Regions from separate parts of the Mus musculus genome. Here region 1 is linked to region 2. The links are chromatin contacts, called in public promoter capture Hi-C maps. All regions are on one chromosome and are shown on one strand. Each heading gives the region's core, a stretch centred on a gene start, on an enhancer-like site or on the middle of the called end of the contact. The rest is flanking DNA. Distances are from core to core; before and after follow the strand shown. Region 1 overlaps Cald1 (caldesmon 1). Region 2 has its middle 8.1 kb from the start of Gm32942.

Region 1 (7,207 bases), core at 1,924-4,423, 200 kb after region 2:
GGGAATATAGATTAGATAATTACCAGCATACGTAGACAAAACAGGTTGGAGGCACAGTGACATTACCCAGCAAAAGTGTGTGGAGCGAGAGAAGAGGTTAAAAAACATTAAAGGGTACAAAGGAAATCTGAAACAAATGGTTGGCAGAGAAAGTCACAAAGAGTGTGTTATGGTTTAAATGTGAAGTACACTCCACAGTCTCATGGTTTCAATACCTCTTCTCCAGATAATGGTCATGTCTTGGGATGTGGGGACCAGCTGGAGGAGGTGGGTTGCTGGTGGGGAAGACATTGAGAGTCAGAGCCTGGTCCTTCTTGAATTCTCTGTCTGCGTAGCTGGTGACTTATGACAAGCCCCAGCTGCTCTTGCCTTGTCACTAACTCTGCCATGATCCTCCCACCGTGATGAACTCAACCTTTTCCTCCCTTGCTTTTTCGAGAAATAATTTTTTAAATTGGTCTACTATTTTTTTAAAAATGTGTGTGTATGTTTGCTTACCAGTATGTGTACCACATGTGTGCAGTGTCTATGGAGGCCAGAAGAGGGCACCAGATATGGTGGGACTGAAGTTACAGGCTGTTGTGTGTCATCCTATGTGGGTGCTGGAAACTGAACCCAGGATCTCTGCAAAAGCGGCGAGTTCTCTTAACCCCTGAGCCATTTCTCTAAACCTCATTAGTTTCTTCAAACTATGAACCAAAGGAAATTTTTCTTCCCATAAGTGACTTCTTCCAGGATAGCTTTTCATAAGTATTTGGAAAATGTATAATACAGAAGATAGCATCAAGTAAAAGGTTCTACCTGGGATCCAATCAAATGAGTTCAGGAGGCTCCCCTTACCTGGGGCTTCATTACATTGATTTAACCTTGGTCACCTTTGCTCCAAAAATATTAAGTTGAAAGTTCTGGACATAGTTTATTTATTTTAAATCATGTTTATTATAGTCTATCATTAGAGTTGCATTTTGTTATTGACTATGGTGCTTCATTCTTACTGTGCCTCATTTATTAATTAAGTTTCATCATAACTACATACATAGAGAGTCCCATACTATATGTAGTAGCAACCATCAATGGAATGCCTTAGGCTCCATCCCCACAGGTGAGAGGGAACAACTATATAAAGAATCGTTTTCTACACTTTGCTCCAAAGTATAGCTGTAGAGAATACAAGTCTTACAGTCTTACTTTGGAGTCATGGCTACTAATTCCTGGGTTAAAGGATACCACATATAGTCAGTATAGTGTTCTGAGAACTTAATAGCCAGTTCTAACTATCCTTTTAATTTTTGGATTGACTGGACAAGCAGTTAAAAGGTCTGGAACTAAACAAAATCTCTGGCCCCTTAAACATGGATCTCAAAGTAAACTTGCAAAGTAGATGAAATTAAGCTAAAAACCATTGAATGAAATTAAATGTGTAACTAATCATAAGACAGCCCATGATATGATGGAACTAGGCATCTTTGTGTTTCTTACAACATCCATTGAATTGCAAGCCAGTTTTGGCTAGGGCTCATTAAATGTTTCTAAAGGAGCAAAGTTGAATATGCTGCTCTCTCTGAATTAGTTTTGCTTTCCACTGACATCACAAAAAGCCAAAAGGACTGCCAGGCACACACACAAACATGAGAGAGACAGGCAGGTGGTGTGTACACAGTTACACACACACAATGAAAGAGGCAGGCAGGTGGTGTGTACACGGTTACACATAAACAATGAGAGAGACAGGCAGGTGGTGTGTACACAGTCACATACAAACAATGAGAGAGACAGGCAGGTGCTGTGTACACGGTTACACATAAACAATGAGAGAGACAGGCAAGTGGTGTGTACACATTCACACACACATAATGAGAGAGGCAGTCAGGTGGTGTGTACACATTCACATACAAACAATGAGAGAGACAGGCAGGTGGTATGTACACATTCACATACAAACAATGAGAGAGACAGGCAGGTGCTGTGTACACAGTCACATACAAACACACAGAAAGATAAATCTTTGATCTGGACCAGAGTCCACAGTCTGAATAGAAAACAAACAAACAAACAAACACACACACCAGGTGACTCAGTTTGCCTTAGCCTCCCATTATTGACCAGGTTCAAATCAGATATGTCTTCTGTCCACCACCAATTGTGGCTGTGGTTATTGTTGTTGCTTGCTTTGGTTTTAGACAAGGAAAACATACCTTTTCCAGTTCCTAGTTCCAGGAGGGATCTGAATAATGACTTCTGCCAAGAAAGAAGCATAAGGATACCAAGCATATCCATGATAAATCCACTGAAACATTTGCATTCTAGACCAGTGCGCAAAATGTACCAGCCCAAGCAAGCACTGGAAAGTTTGTGGCCAGTAATTGCTTTCAACAATTAGAGGGAAGGATTTGAGAGAAATGAGGTGTCGGGTTACCACACTTTCAATGTTTAGAGGGGGAGGGTTTGAGAGAAATGTGACAAGTTGGGGTCCCGCTCTTGTATTTGTTGCTGATGTCACCTCTGCCATCAAGCTGTGAAGCTGATGCTGTTGCTCCGTTCAGGTTTAATATGGTTCTGATCTGTCATCTCATAGTCACGGTCATTTCTTCCCTCAGTGAGATTCCCCCACACCCCGGAACACCTTCGGTGCCTCCCCAGGTGCCACCTGTCAGTGTTTCAATGCCTTTTGCTTCCCTTTCATGCTTTTGGGCATCCTTAGTCAATGAAAGTAGTGTATGGAAATCACATGGTGCCGGGGTGAGGTGGGGGTGAAACAGAACTTTAGCTCTAGAGGAACACTCCTGATGATGGATGTAGGGGGTGGGGTCTTAGATGCAAATAAAGCAGTCCGTGATGCAGGTCTGACACAACCTTGGTGACTTCACAGGAGGCACAGGCCGATTTTCAGGATGCCTGCTGCTTCTGAGCCTCTCTCGAGGGTGGAGGGTCGGTGCATCTGGAGCTGGCAAGAGGAAAGGGGGATGTTAATGTTGCTATAGAAGCAGGAAGGCAGGGGAAGAGAAAATGGAGTGGAAGGGCAAAGAATTAAAGCTTTTTCTGGTACTTTTCTGGCCATCCCTTCTGGCCCTGACACCTTACCCCTGACCCCTTTTCTAGCCATGTGTACCATCCCCAGAGGCAAGCACGGGGCTTAGAATGCGCAGCTCTCGGTGCCACGTGGCCCTCTAGTCTCGGTGGAGTCAGAAGGTTTACCTGTGGCAGGCCTTATCTAGTTTAAACTAACATTGCTAAAGAGCCCTGTGCTTTGAAGGTTTGTGCAGAAGCTGCAGGCAGAAGGGAAATTGCTGGAAATACAAGGAAGGTTGTGCTCAGGGAGCCAGTGCCCACCTCGCTGAGGGAGCACGGAGGAGGGCTTCCTCTGCCCCTCGCTTGCTTTTTTCAGCAGGCTGTGTGAGGAGCCAAAGGCTTTTCCTAGGTCTGTAATCTCTACTGAAACCCAATCCACGTAGCACACAGTCCACCCACTGTAGATATACAAGCCCAAGGTTCTTAGTACAGTCGCCGACCGCACAGCCATCGACCGCCATAGTCACTGACCAACATTTTCACCTTCAGCAAAAACTCACATGGTAAAAAAAAAAATTATGTGGAAAATAGACTTTCGTTTGTGATTTTGTTGTTGAAAAAATCTGTAAGTGTGATCTACCAAGACAATCATACCTTGTCTTCATACCTAGGCTTGAGGGGGAAATAAAACTCTTAAATCTCACAAGTAGAAGTTGAAGCAATTTATTTAAAATTCGTGTGGCTTTGGAAGGAGAAATGGTGGACAGACACACATTGGAAATTAGGGGGGATTTAGTATGTTAGCTCCATGCTTCAACATACCAAGCGTTTATCTCTCCCACTTGTACGTATCCATTTTCCATAAACTTAAACACAAGACTAAGGGACTGGAGAGAGGACTCAGCCCTTAAGAGCAGTTGTTCTTGCAGGGGACCTGGCTTCAATCCCCAACACCCCTCGATGGCTCACAAACATCCATGATTCTGGTTCCAGGGCATCTACCACCCTTTTCTGACTTCCTCAAGCACCAGACATACACATGGTGCTCACGTATAAATTCAAGCAAACACTCATACTCATATAATTTTAAAAATTAAAAAAAAAAAAAAAAACCCTAAGCTGCAACTGTCATTGAAAGTTGAATGGCAGAATCAACTGAAGCTCACGCTAGCCAGGCTTTCAAATAACTGATCACAGTGTGCTAAAACTAAGATTAAGATGTAATAGAAGTTCTATGAATACTGATAAATTAGACCTTTAATAAGTTTTTTCAGTATTATTCTCTTACACTTCTTTTTGTGTTTTATAATGTGTAAGCATTTCAATAGTACTATATATGATTAATTTGTAAATAACTGAATATATATAAATCAAGACAGATAACTGATGGCACCTGGCTTTTTGTTGTTTTCTTTCTTTCTTTCTTTCTTTCTTTCTTTCTTTCTTTCTTTCTTTCTTTCTTTCTTTCTTTCTTTGTTAGACAAAGTCTCACTATGTAGCCCAGGCTGGCCTAGAATTTGCTACATAGACCAGGCTCATAGATGTCTGTCTGCTTCTGCCTGAGTGCTGGGAAGAAAGTTGTCCACCACCACACCTGGCTCTGTTTAATTTTTGATAGGAGTATTAAGACCATTGTTACAAATCAATTACAAGCAAATAGCCATGCGTGATCAACACAGGATCACATGGTGTTTCCTTTCAAATCTGTGAGCTATGTAGCTTCTGCCCCTTTAACTCACCTCTGAAACTGGAGGCTCAGATGGATCATAGACAAGATGAGAATAGTTAGTTTCTAAGGAAATAACTTACGGAAAAGATGTGTGGACTGGATTTGACCAGCAGGCCATAGTTTGGCCGTCCCTGGCCTCTGTGATGATGGGAGGCCATTGGTTAATTGGCAGAACATCTTGAGGATGTCCCCAGGGTAGGAAGACACCCTGGGTGGGAACTGAACTAAAACCCTGGCCCAGTGGTCAGTAGCTCTGCAGTAGTAGCACTGTCCGGCTCAGGTCCCCAGGTTACCGTGCACAGAGCAGTGATTAAATTAAGATCACCTCCCCAATTCCATCCTATTGTACCTCCTATGCCCCAAGCTTTGCACACCTTAACACACAAGTGTAGGTTTAGTGGAAGGCTGATGGGGTAAGGGAGATGGGGGTAGAGAGAGAGAGAGAGGGAGAGAGAGAGAGAGAGAGCAGCTATTCAGTTCACAAAGAATTGAGGGCCTAACTTACTGCTCTTGAGAAGTCTGCCACAAACTACTGTTCTGAATGGCCCAAGGATTTGCTGAGCTCAAGGCTCTTCTTGTTGCTAAGATTTATGGAGCCCTTGATATTGGGTAGCTGGCCCTATTTCTTTTATTTCCCAGGGAAAAGCTGTAGGATGAGTTGAAACACCTGGAGTGGAGACAGAACTAGGAAATCCTCCTCCGTGTGTGCTGTCTGTCCTCCATGTGTGCTGTCTGTCCTCCGTATGTGCTGTCTGTCCTACATTTAGGCTGCGTTTCCACGGGGCTGGACCCAGGAAGGATCCTCTCTCAAGATCTGTAGACTTGCTGGTCTGCCCTTCCTCTTAGTGGAGCCACGCTCGGGTCTGGACCATACGTAACCTGAGCTTCCTTCCCTGGTGCCCTTCCTGCGTCCTGAGCCCTGGCCAGACTGAAGTGTTTGCTTTTCCATGTCCACATTTCCTGACTTTACAACTTTCCATTTGTGCTCTCTGAATGAAGAAAGGGCCTCTTCCCTCCTTGCACACCCTGAATCCTAGGCCCAGCTCAACTGTCACTTTCTCCAGGAAGCCTTCTTTGATCCTATGGTCAAGACAGTATTATCCATCCTTTACGCTTCTGCATAAATCTCCTTTAATATTTACCACACTTGAACTTCCATTACATCCTTGCACGTTTCTTGGCTCCCCTGCCGAATCATAACTCTATTTTAAGCCATGTTCCCCCTTGGCTTCCTCCTCCAGTGGCTTAAACAGAGCAACTCCTCCACCAGTGTCTTAAAGATGCCTTTGTTCTAGCGGCTCGGTGTCAGAGCATAGGCAGTCGCAGCCAACATCCCACACCACCATCCAAAACTCCACCTTGGTATCTGCCACATTCCCTGCCTCCTCCTCAAACTCTAGGTGTCTACATACCCTATCCTGCCTAGGGTTCATTGCTCTGCTCTCTCAACTAAACTGAACTGCCCTCCCTCAGAGTCGGGGTCCAGATGGCCAGTGGTTTGGCTAGAGAGCAGAATGTACACAGGATTAGAAACCCATATGCTGATGCTGCTGTTGCAAAGGGTCATTTGTAATCAAACTATGTGGCAGTTTAGAAGTCTGTTGTCTGTGTTACCGCAGCAGAGGTTGCTTTCGTGTCTCATCAGAAAACAGCCTAAGCCTTCCTGGTTATTCGTCTCTTGGAATACAGATACACTAGTCCAGGCGAGGACTCTTCAGGATATTTTAAGTGCCACACAAGAAAATCTGTAAGGCCCATGTCACCCTCTCAGAAGCTGGGTAGTTAGTTCCCTGACGCTTCAGCTGTCAATGCTGCTAATTTAATCTGTACACATAAGCCTAGATGCTTCATTTTGAACATTACCTGCTAAAATGAGGATACTTTCGCCTTTGCTTGAAGAGCATCTTTAAGCATGCAAACAGGTGTTCTTTGGTTTGGCTTTCTACCATGTCATAAATGAGTGTTAGCTCACCCCCACCCCCGACATCATGTCTTGAGCACACCCCATCTTTGGTAAAGTTTCCTTTGACTGGACCATAACCCACCAAGAGCCGAGAAGTATTATTGACTTCCTTTCCCAACAGCAGGGAGGCTGGACCCAGAGGTGGCTGCCAAGTCCCCTGCAACGATACGTGTCCTTTCCGGTGGGCCAAGTGTCCAGGATGTGGCCCTTCATTTTCCATTTCCTGTCTCCTCTCAAGGTTTACCTTCACTTGTAAATAAACTTGTGAGATGCTAGCATGTGGAGGGGAGATGCAAGCCAGTGGATTCCAGATGAGTTTATGTGGTTTTTCTGGAGACTGGGAGTAGGAATCACCTTCTATGCTTCCGTGTTAAAATGATAATCACTTCTCTCACTGGTGATCCTACAAATAGGGTTCCTGGTCTCGTGTACCAGTATGTTAGAATTTTCTGGTTCCCAGGAGGAGCCGAGGGGCACGTGAATAGAGGTGGAAGGCTGTGCCATCC
Region 2 (7,276 bases), core at 1,951-4,450:
TACTGACTGCGCCATCTTCCTAGCCGCAATTAATTCTTAATTATGGCCTTGGCCGCAGTTCAGAGCTTTGAAACTGGATTAGAACCCTTCTGTGCCATCAGGTGTCAGAAGCTTCTAGAACGTTCCTGGAGGATGGATGCTTTGCTTTCACAAGTCTGGTTGTTACAACATCTACCTAGGAAGATGAACCTCTGGCCAGAAGTCTCTCCCATGCAGCAGTGTATGACGTTTCCTTACATGGCTGTCATAGGCTCTGTTTCTAGAGACCATTCTGCAGCTGTATGAGACCAGAGTTGGTCCGTAGGGAGGATGAATCGCTCTAAGATTTAAATATGGCGCCCTGGAAGACATGGGACAGCCTGATAGTTAAAAAGTCCTATTATCACAAATAGGGACTATGTATCTTAAGACACTGTTTTATCAAGAAAACCCAGAGGGGCCCCAGCCAACCCAGTGACAAAGCAAATGATTGATATTTTTGCCTCTGGCCAGGTATCTGTAAAAGTCAGGAGGAGCAGCCTCCAAGGGTCAGGGAGAGATGGCCTTCTGGCCTTGTCACTGTCAGATGACAGGGTCACAGGGCTGCTGAGCTCTGCCCTTTGAATTCTGATGGCTTCTTGGAGAGAAGAGGAGAAACTCCTAGAAGTACGCCTTATCAATACTCTTGAGTGACCCCAGGTGGCTCTGTCCCCACATGCAGCCAGTTGACAATATGGAACCCTGACACAGGCAGAGCACTGCTGTGCATGCTTAGGGGAGGGCAAGAGCTGTGGAGCGTTTCCATTTCAGAAAGTGGGCGTGTGCATCAACCTGCGATGATCCTATGGTGGCAGAAGTCACCAAGCCATTCCTCATCACCCTCTGGGACATAAAAGGCCACATAAATGCTTCCCTCCTCACTCACCTGCTGGCCATCACCCTTAGTGCAAATTCGCCCCAGTGGACAAAGCACTACTACCCAGAGGGAGGAAGTGATGTGCCCCACCCAGCTGGGAAGCAGCTGAGCTGAGAGTCAGGCTCCAGGCTGCTGAGTTAAAGGGGCTGCTGTCCTGCCTGTACTGCCTGCCTCTGCTTGTGAATTATCGGCAAGAATGAAGTGAGAGAAACCAAATGATCCGAAACTGGGGCTTTAATCCTCTCTGTGATGTAATTGGTGCTTACAAATCATCAGGAGAGCACATGGCTCTGCCTCGTTTTCTACCCCAATGCTGATGATTTTATAGAACTAAATTACGAGAAGAACCTAAGGTGTGCTTTGACCTCCAGCTGGACATGTGTCTCCCTGACACTGTTCTACAGTCTACCCTCCATGCTTTATGTCTGCCCTTCCCATTAAATCTATAACTGTAGGGCATTCTGGTTACAGGCATGAGAGCCGGGGCCAGGGTCAGAGCAGTGGCACCCAGACCTATCACAGTTCCTGTGGGTTGTGTGACTTCTGATAAGTTTCTTTGCCTCTCTTAGAGTTTTCTATGTAAACACTAAGGGGATTGAACCAGATCTCCATCAGCACACAGTGGTGAGGAAGTAACCAAAAGGCCGTTTCTCTCAGCTGCAAACCCTATCCTCTTGTTTCTCTTGGCCTTGTGGGATGTCAGACTACAGAAGAAGAGGAACAGAGGACTGCTGAATTGTTGCTATTAAGGTAGATGGAGAGCCACAGCCCAGGTTTCATAAAACGTCACCAAAGCAGTGACTGGCTATGGATTTTATAAAGAGACTCATATCAGGTATTCAGCCCGAAACCAGGAATAGTGAGATGAACAGGGTCTGAAACCTCAGGTCGCATCAGCTGGGGAGGACTCAGTGATCACCAAGGTCACTTCAACTCTAGTTTGGAAGCCATTTGAATTCAAGTCTCTAGGAGAAGGACTGAGGGGTTGAGGTCTTAACCAAGAAGAGTTTTAGAACCTCTTGCTTACAATAAGGACTAGCTCTCCCTTCTTTATTCCAGGCTGGACCTGTTCTGTGTAGAGAAGAAGAGACCAAGCCCAGCATCACTCCTTCTGGCGAGGCACCATCCCAGGGAGACAGGAAGTCAGCATAGAGTAGAATATGGAGAAATAGTGAGGATGTATGAGTTCCAGGTCTCAGGCTTGAGCCTGTCTGGTTTCCTTTTGCAGATTGCATTAATGCTGGTGTGAAAGGAGACTCAGGTGTCGGTAAAAGACAAAGGTATCAGAGGAGGTGCCCTAGCTCTTCACAGGTCCTATGCTGTAGGTCAGAAGGTGCCTCCACACCCAAGGATGATGCTGAACAGCTTAGTTACCAGAAACAGCTGCCTCATACAACTCTGCAGAGGTCCAGACTCTCCAGACAGCTTTTTCTGAGGTCAAGGACTAAGAATGAACTGCAAATAAAAGGAGCAGCCTTCTCTGTAGCTGGCTTGCTCCAGGTACCCTGGAAGTAGTCAGAACCCTGTCTAGAGCATGGTCAACTTGACTTGGGGCATGCATAAATTAGGAAATATGTAACACTAGACAGTAAAGTAATAGGTCGATTTATTTGCAGAGTGGATAGACAAACTTGGCATTCTGCGTGCTCAGAACTTTAAATATTTACAACTAAGGAGCATTCTCGAATAACCTTCCTCCAGAGACTTTTCTGCAGTGTGGACTTCAGAGAGCCCTTTGCTAAGCCTTCCTGTGATGCCATTCCACACTGATGGTAAATGTTGGCTAGATTTTCCTGGAACCCAGTGGAAACTTCCCAGTAAAGAGAGAGCAAAGCAGAGAGAAGGGCTAAACCTTTTGTAATGTACCACTCTCCAAAGCACTTAGTTTGAGGTGGGTGTTGGAGAGCCCTTCTAGAAAGTAGTGCAGAAATGTGGATTATTTTGGGAACTACAAAACATCCCTGTCCTATTATAAAAGTCCAAGATACCCCTGTTTCTGGTAAGAACTTTTCTCTAGTTAGTACACTGACAGTGTCCCAGAGACCCATATGTCAAAGTCTTTGTGCCCAGGACAGTGCTGTCAAGAGACCGTAGAACCTTTGAGAAGTGAGATGCAGTGGAATTCCTCTGGTCACTCAGGACACATTCCTTAAAGGGACTGTGGGACTCTGGTCTTTTCTTCTTCCTCTCTTTTGATTTCCAGTCATCAGGTTAGCAGTTTGTCCCTGCTGTGTCACCACCACAATGTGTTTATCTCACCACAGGCCCAACTCATGGGCCAATAGGTCATGGACTGAAAACTTCATATCTGGGAGCCAAAATAAACACCCCCTAATCAAATAAGTGGATTCTCTTTGGGGTGAAGGGATGGAGCGGGGGTAAGGCACTTGCTGAACAAACATGGCATCCTGACTTTGGATCCCCAGCAATGGAGTAAAAAGCTGGGTAGTCTCTAATCCCAGTGCTTTGGGAGATGGAGGGGGGAGCATCCCAGGGGATTTCTTACTGGCCGGTCTAGCTGAGTCAGAGGAAGACATCTAATACTGGTCTTTGCCTTCAATGCATTACCTTCCAAAACATGTGTGTGTGTGTGTGTGTGTGTGTGCGCGCGCGCGCATACATTGACAGTGTCCCAGAGACCCATATGTCAAACTCTTTGTGCCCAGGACAGTGCTGTCAAGAGGCTGTAGAACCTTTGAGAAGTAAGATACAGTGCTGTCAAGAGGCCGTAGAACCTTTGAGAAGTAAGATGCAGTGGAATTCGCGCACACACACACACACACACACACACACACACACACACACACGCTTTCATTAAGAATGGTTAAATGCTGGCTAACAGAAGGGTTCTTGGAGACTTTGGTGGGACTGAGAATGACCTGTAGCCTGGCTAGGGGAAGAGCTGACTGAGAACCAGGTAGACCACTGTAGCCCCTGACAAGGCTTCAGGACTCAGCAGTGAGAGTTCACTGGAGCACACTGCACCCAGGGGACAGACCTAGAAGAGTTAAGCAACTCCTTCAAAGTCCCACTAAAGTGATCTGGTGACACTAGAGTTCAAGTGGTGCCTCCCAGACCCCCAAAGCCACACTGTAGGTAGCTGATAGATGGTAAGTGCCAGGGGAGACATCTTTGAGTAATTATGAAAATACTATGATGCTTTTGATTATTGAAGAATGCTTTATGGAGCCTCTGATTCCTTATCTGTAAGGCCAATCACATCCACTCAGAGTACAGATCAGTAGTGAGTTAACAGGAGCACAGAGCTCCCAGCATTGTTTCTCGAATGTAGAAGACTCCTAACACTCAACAGCTGTGGTTTTTATTGTTGGAATAGAAACAAAGAAGTGGGTTAGTAAAGAATACAAAGAAAGGGTGGGAGAATACACACCCACCCACACCCACACACAGACACACAATAAATACACACACACACACACACACACACACACAGAGTCAATCAATGAGCTTTGAGAACGTAAAATACCAACTTCTCTCACTGAGACTTGTCAACTCTTTAAGCCTCCTGACAAATCTTAAGAATTATGTTCAAGGGTGGTTGCAAGAGAATTGATAGTGACGTACCCAGGACTGTTTGGAACAGTCAAGCAATCTGTAGACCTGGAAATGCAAACAATAGGGATCTGAAATAAAAACAGCAACCACCCTCCCCACACACACACACACCTGCCAATTTTCCAAGGCAGAAGCAGAGCCCATCCTTCACTGAACAAGTTGTAAGCATCTACCATGCAGAGCAGCCTGAGCCAGCGGGAGCGCTGCCCCTGGCCGAACAACTCTGCAAAGACCAAAGACGAGCACTGTAGAGTGCCCAGGATCATGGAAGATGGCAGCACAGCTAAGAGTGTGAGCAGAAAAGCTTCCTCCACGCTGATCTTTCCCCCTAAACTCAGGTACATTGTTAGGAAAGTTCCTGCACATAATATTTTACAGAAACCTCAGCATTTGATGTTAAAGCCAGTGCTGCCCACTTCTCCATGTCTAGGTCCCTCTTGGGGAACTTCTGTTGGAAAGATGTGATTGTTCCTAATAGTCAACAGAAGGAGGGAGACATGGTGGGGGTGGGGGTGTTGTTCTTGGCCCTCTTACACTTACGTTTCTGTTGGAGTTCTTTGGAAAAGAATATGAAACAAAATAGTTTACAATTTCAGACTGCCTGTTGGCAAACATTGTACCATTCAGAGACAGCAGTCCCTCTGAGAAGTGAGTCACTAGATCCGGCAAAAGCAGCTTCCACCATCTGAGTATTCTGTAAGCCAGGGACCCTAGACTTAAGAATTTATGAGCCAGAATAACTTAATTCTTCAAGTTGCGGAATGCGGAAGCTAACAAAAAATTGATGGTGTCTCATTTTGCTAAATCATCTGTTGTGAAAATTCCTTCCCATAACATTCCCCAAACAACAAAAACTACAGCTCCACCTAAGTTCCCCTTGGAAATCAATGAATTTATTAGGGTTCATGCATTGTCTAACACTTAGAAAGTTTTTGGTACTTTCAGGGAGACAGTTACTAATGTAAGTCCTCAGAGAAGCTTGCTTTCTTGCTTTCTTGCTTTCTTGCTTTCTTGCTTTCTTGCTTTCTTGCTTTCTTGCTTTCTTGCTTTCTTGCTTTCTTCCTTTCTTCCTTTCTTCCTTTCTTCCTTTCTTCCTTTCTTCCTCTCTCTCTCTCTCTCTCTCTCTCTCTCTCTCTCTCTCTCTCTTTCTTTCTTTCTTTCTTTCTTTCTTTCTTATTTTTTATCAGCTATGTGCTCTTGGGTAAGTATGACCTCAGTGCTTTGGTTACTTTATGCCATAGAAGTCATATGGATCTCTTAGGGTCTTCTGATAAGGAGCATGATAATAATGTATAAGCATTACGATGCACATTGTGGTGGTATATTATTGATATTTAAGGGAGTATATACAGCCTGATCAAATAAGGATTTCTACGAATGTTTAGGCTCGTGGAATGAATTGGAATAAGTTGTCTTGTCTTTGCAAAGCTCTTACTTGTCTTAAAGTGCTACCTAAAAGCGCAGACACACTATTACGACTGGAGGGATTCATAGACGTGCTGGCAACTTGACCAAGACCTTGCAGTTTCTGGCTGTCCCTTCAGCATCAACAAGCACAGGATGCTACTAAGGCTGGGATGGATGGGAGGTGCAAAGTTAAAGTGGAAAGTACGGTGACAGGCATCTGAAGTTTCTTTAGGATTAGCCTCTGATTAACAAATGGAAAATACTTTTGCAGTGAAGCCTTGTCACGAGGCCAGACACCTTTCCTGGATTAACTTTCTCTCGGGGACCCAAGCTTGATCTTGTCTCAGCAATGCATCTCTGGGCTTCGGCATCCACCTGCAGCCAGGCTTTCCAGCATAGTAATCTCTCTAAGCCGTAGGTTTCTAAAAATCAAATTAAAAACTAGATTGCGATAGGATTAAACTGCCCACAAACGCTTAAGTGCCTTCATATTCAACTTATGTTTTAGTTGCAGATGTGTAACTTTTGTGTCTTTCTGTAAAATGCATGCATGTTTAATTAAAGATATGTTTACATATTTTAATCACCAAAAATTGTACACTTTTCTATAAAGTACGTTTACATGTTTATTTGTAGGAAACTCGAACAATGAAGAAAAGCATAAAGAACAAAATAAAAATTACCCATAATCATACTCCATTTTAAACCCATTTTGTAGGTCTTTATATATATTTGTAAACATGTATTTATGTATCATATATGTGATATATGTGATATACACTTTCAATAAAGTCATATTTACAAATGAATAGGAATGTTCTTTTTTGCATGTGTATGTGTGGTATACATGTGGCTCGTGTACATGTATGTAGAGGTCAGAGGTTGACAATCAATATATTTATTGACCACTCTCCACTTTATTCATTGAGTCAGGGTCTCTTGCTGAACCTGGAGCTTGAAGATTTGTCTAGTGAGCCAGCTTTCCACAGAGATCCACTCTTCAACTTCTGAAGGCTAGAGTGACAGACAGGCCACCATGCCCACTCAGCTTTATATGTGTCTGTTGGGGATTCAAATTCCTACTCTTACATTTCATAGCAAGTGCTTTCTTATCTACTGAGCCATCTCTGCAGCCTGGACCTATCTATTTAATGTACATCATCAGCATCTCTCCGTGTCTTTGATAGTCTTCCTCTAGTGGATGTAGAATACTCCTTCACACTGAGTTCTGCTGTGCTCCCTTGGGAGTTAAGGAAGCCCTTCACCAGTCCCAGTCCCACTGAGTCCACCCTGGCCTGCCCACGCTGTGCTCTGGAGAACACATGTTCTCGAGAGTACACCCCATAGAGGGGTGACATGCTCTGCTGTCCCCATGGTTCTCCTACTGGGCTGCCCCAT

What was found. Promoter capture Hi-C pulls out the DNA fragments that hold promoters and counts their contacts.
Region 1: a contact with region 2 is called in a promoter capture Hi-C map of liver. The contact joins two enhancer-like sites. A contact is called at or near these places in 11 of 39 promoter capture datasets (the 3T3-L1 cell line, 3T3-L1-derived adipocytes, the C10 cell line and 9 more), 1 of 15 datasets of contacts at CTCF or cohesin (the NIH/3T3 cell line), 6 of 484 Hi-C or Micro-C datasets (the HPC-7 cell line, bone marrow-derived macrophages, cerebral cortex and 3 more), 15 of 115 datasets of contacts at active chromatin or transcription factors (craniofacial prominence, embryonic basal ganglia, embryonic fibroblasts and 11 more) and 3 of 9 other capture datasets (adipose tissue, liver and pancreatic islet).

Annotation. Positions count from the first base shown.
Region 1 is chr6:34,724,323-34,731,529 of GRCm38.p6, forward strand. All of the region lies in intron 3 of Cald1 (caldesmon 1), which reads left to right. It overlaps Gm38787 (a long non-coding RNA gene), which reads right to left. Exons shown (of 3, transcript XR_868972.2): 1 at 2,196-7,207. Among named protein-coding and RNA genes, the nearest start is that of Gm38787, 4.9 kb to the right of the region's middle. Within about 2 kb of position 3,174, at least 11 of the 459 cell types and tissues checked have an H3K27ac peak or open chromatin away from gene starts, as enhancers often do. A contact at or near this core is called in hepatocytes and liver, where this site is marked.
Region 2 is chr6:34,525,156-34,532,431 of GRCm38.p6, forward strand. No RefSeq gene overlaps it. Among named protein-coding and RNA genes, the nearest start is that of Gm32942, 8.1 kb to the right of the region's middle. Within about 2 kb of position 3,201, at least 11 of the 459 cell types and tissues checked have an H3K27ac peak or open chromatin away from gene starts, as enhancers often do. A contact at or near this core is called in hepatocytes and liver, where this site is marked.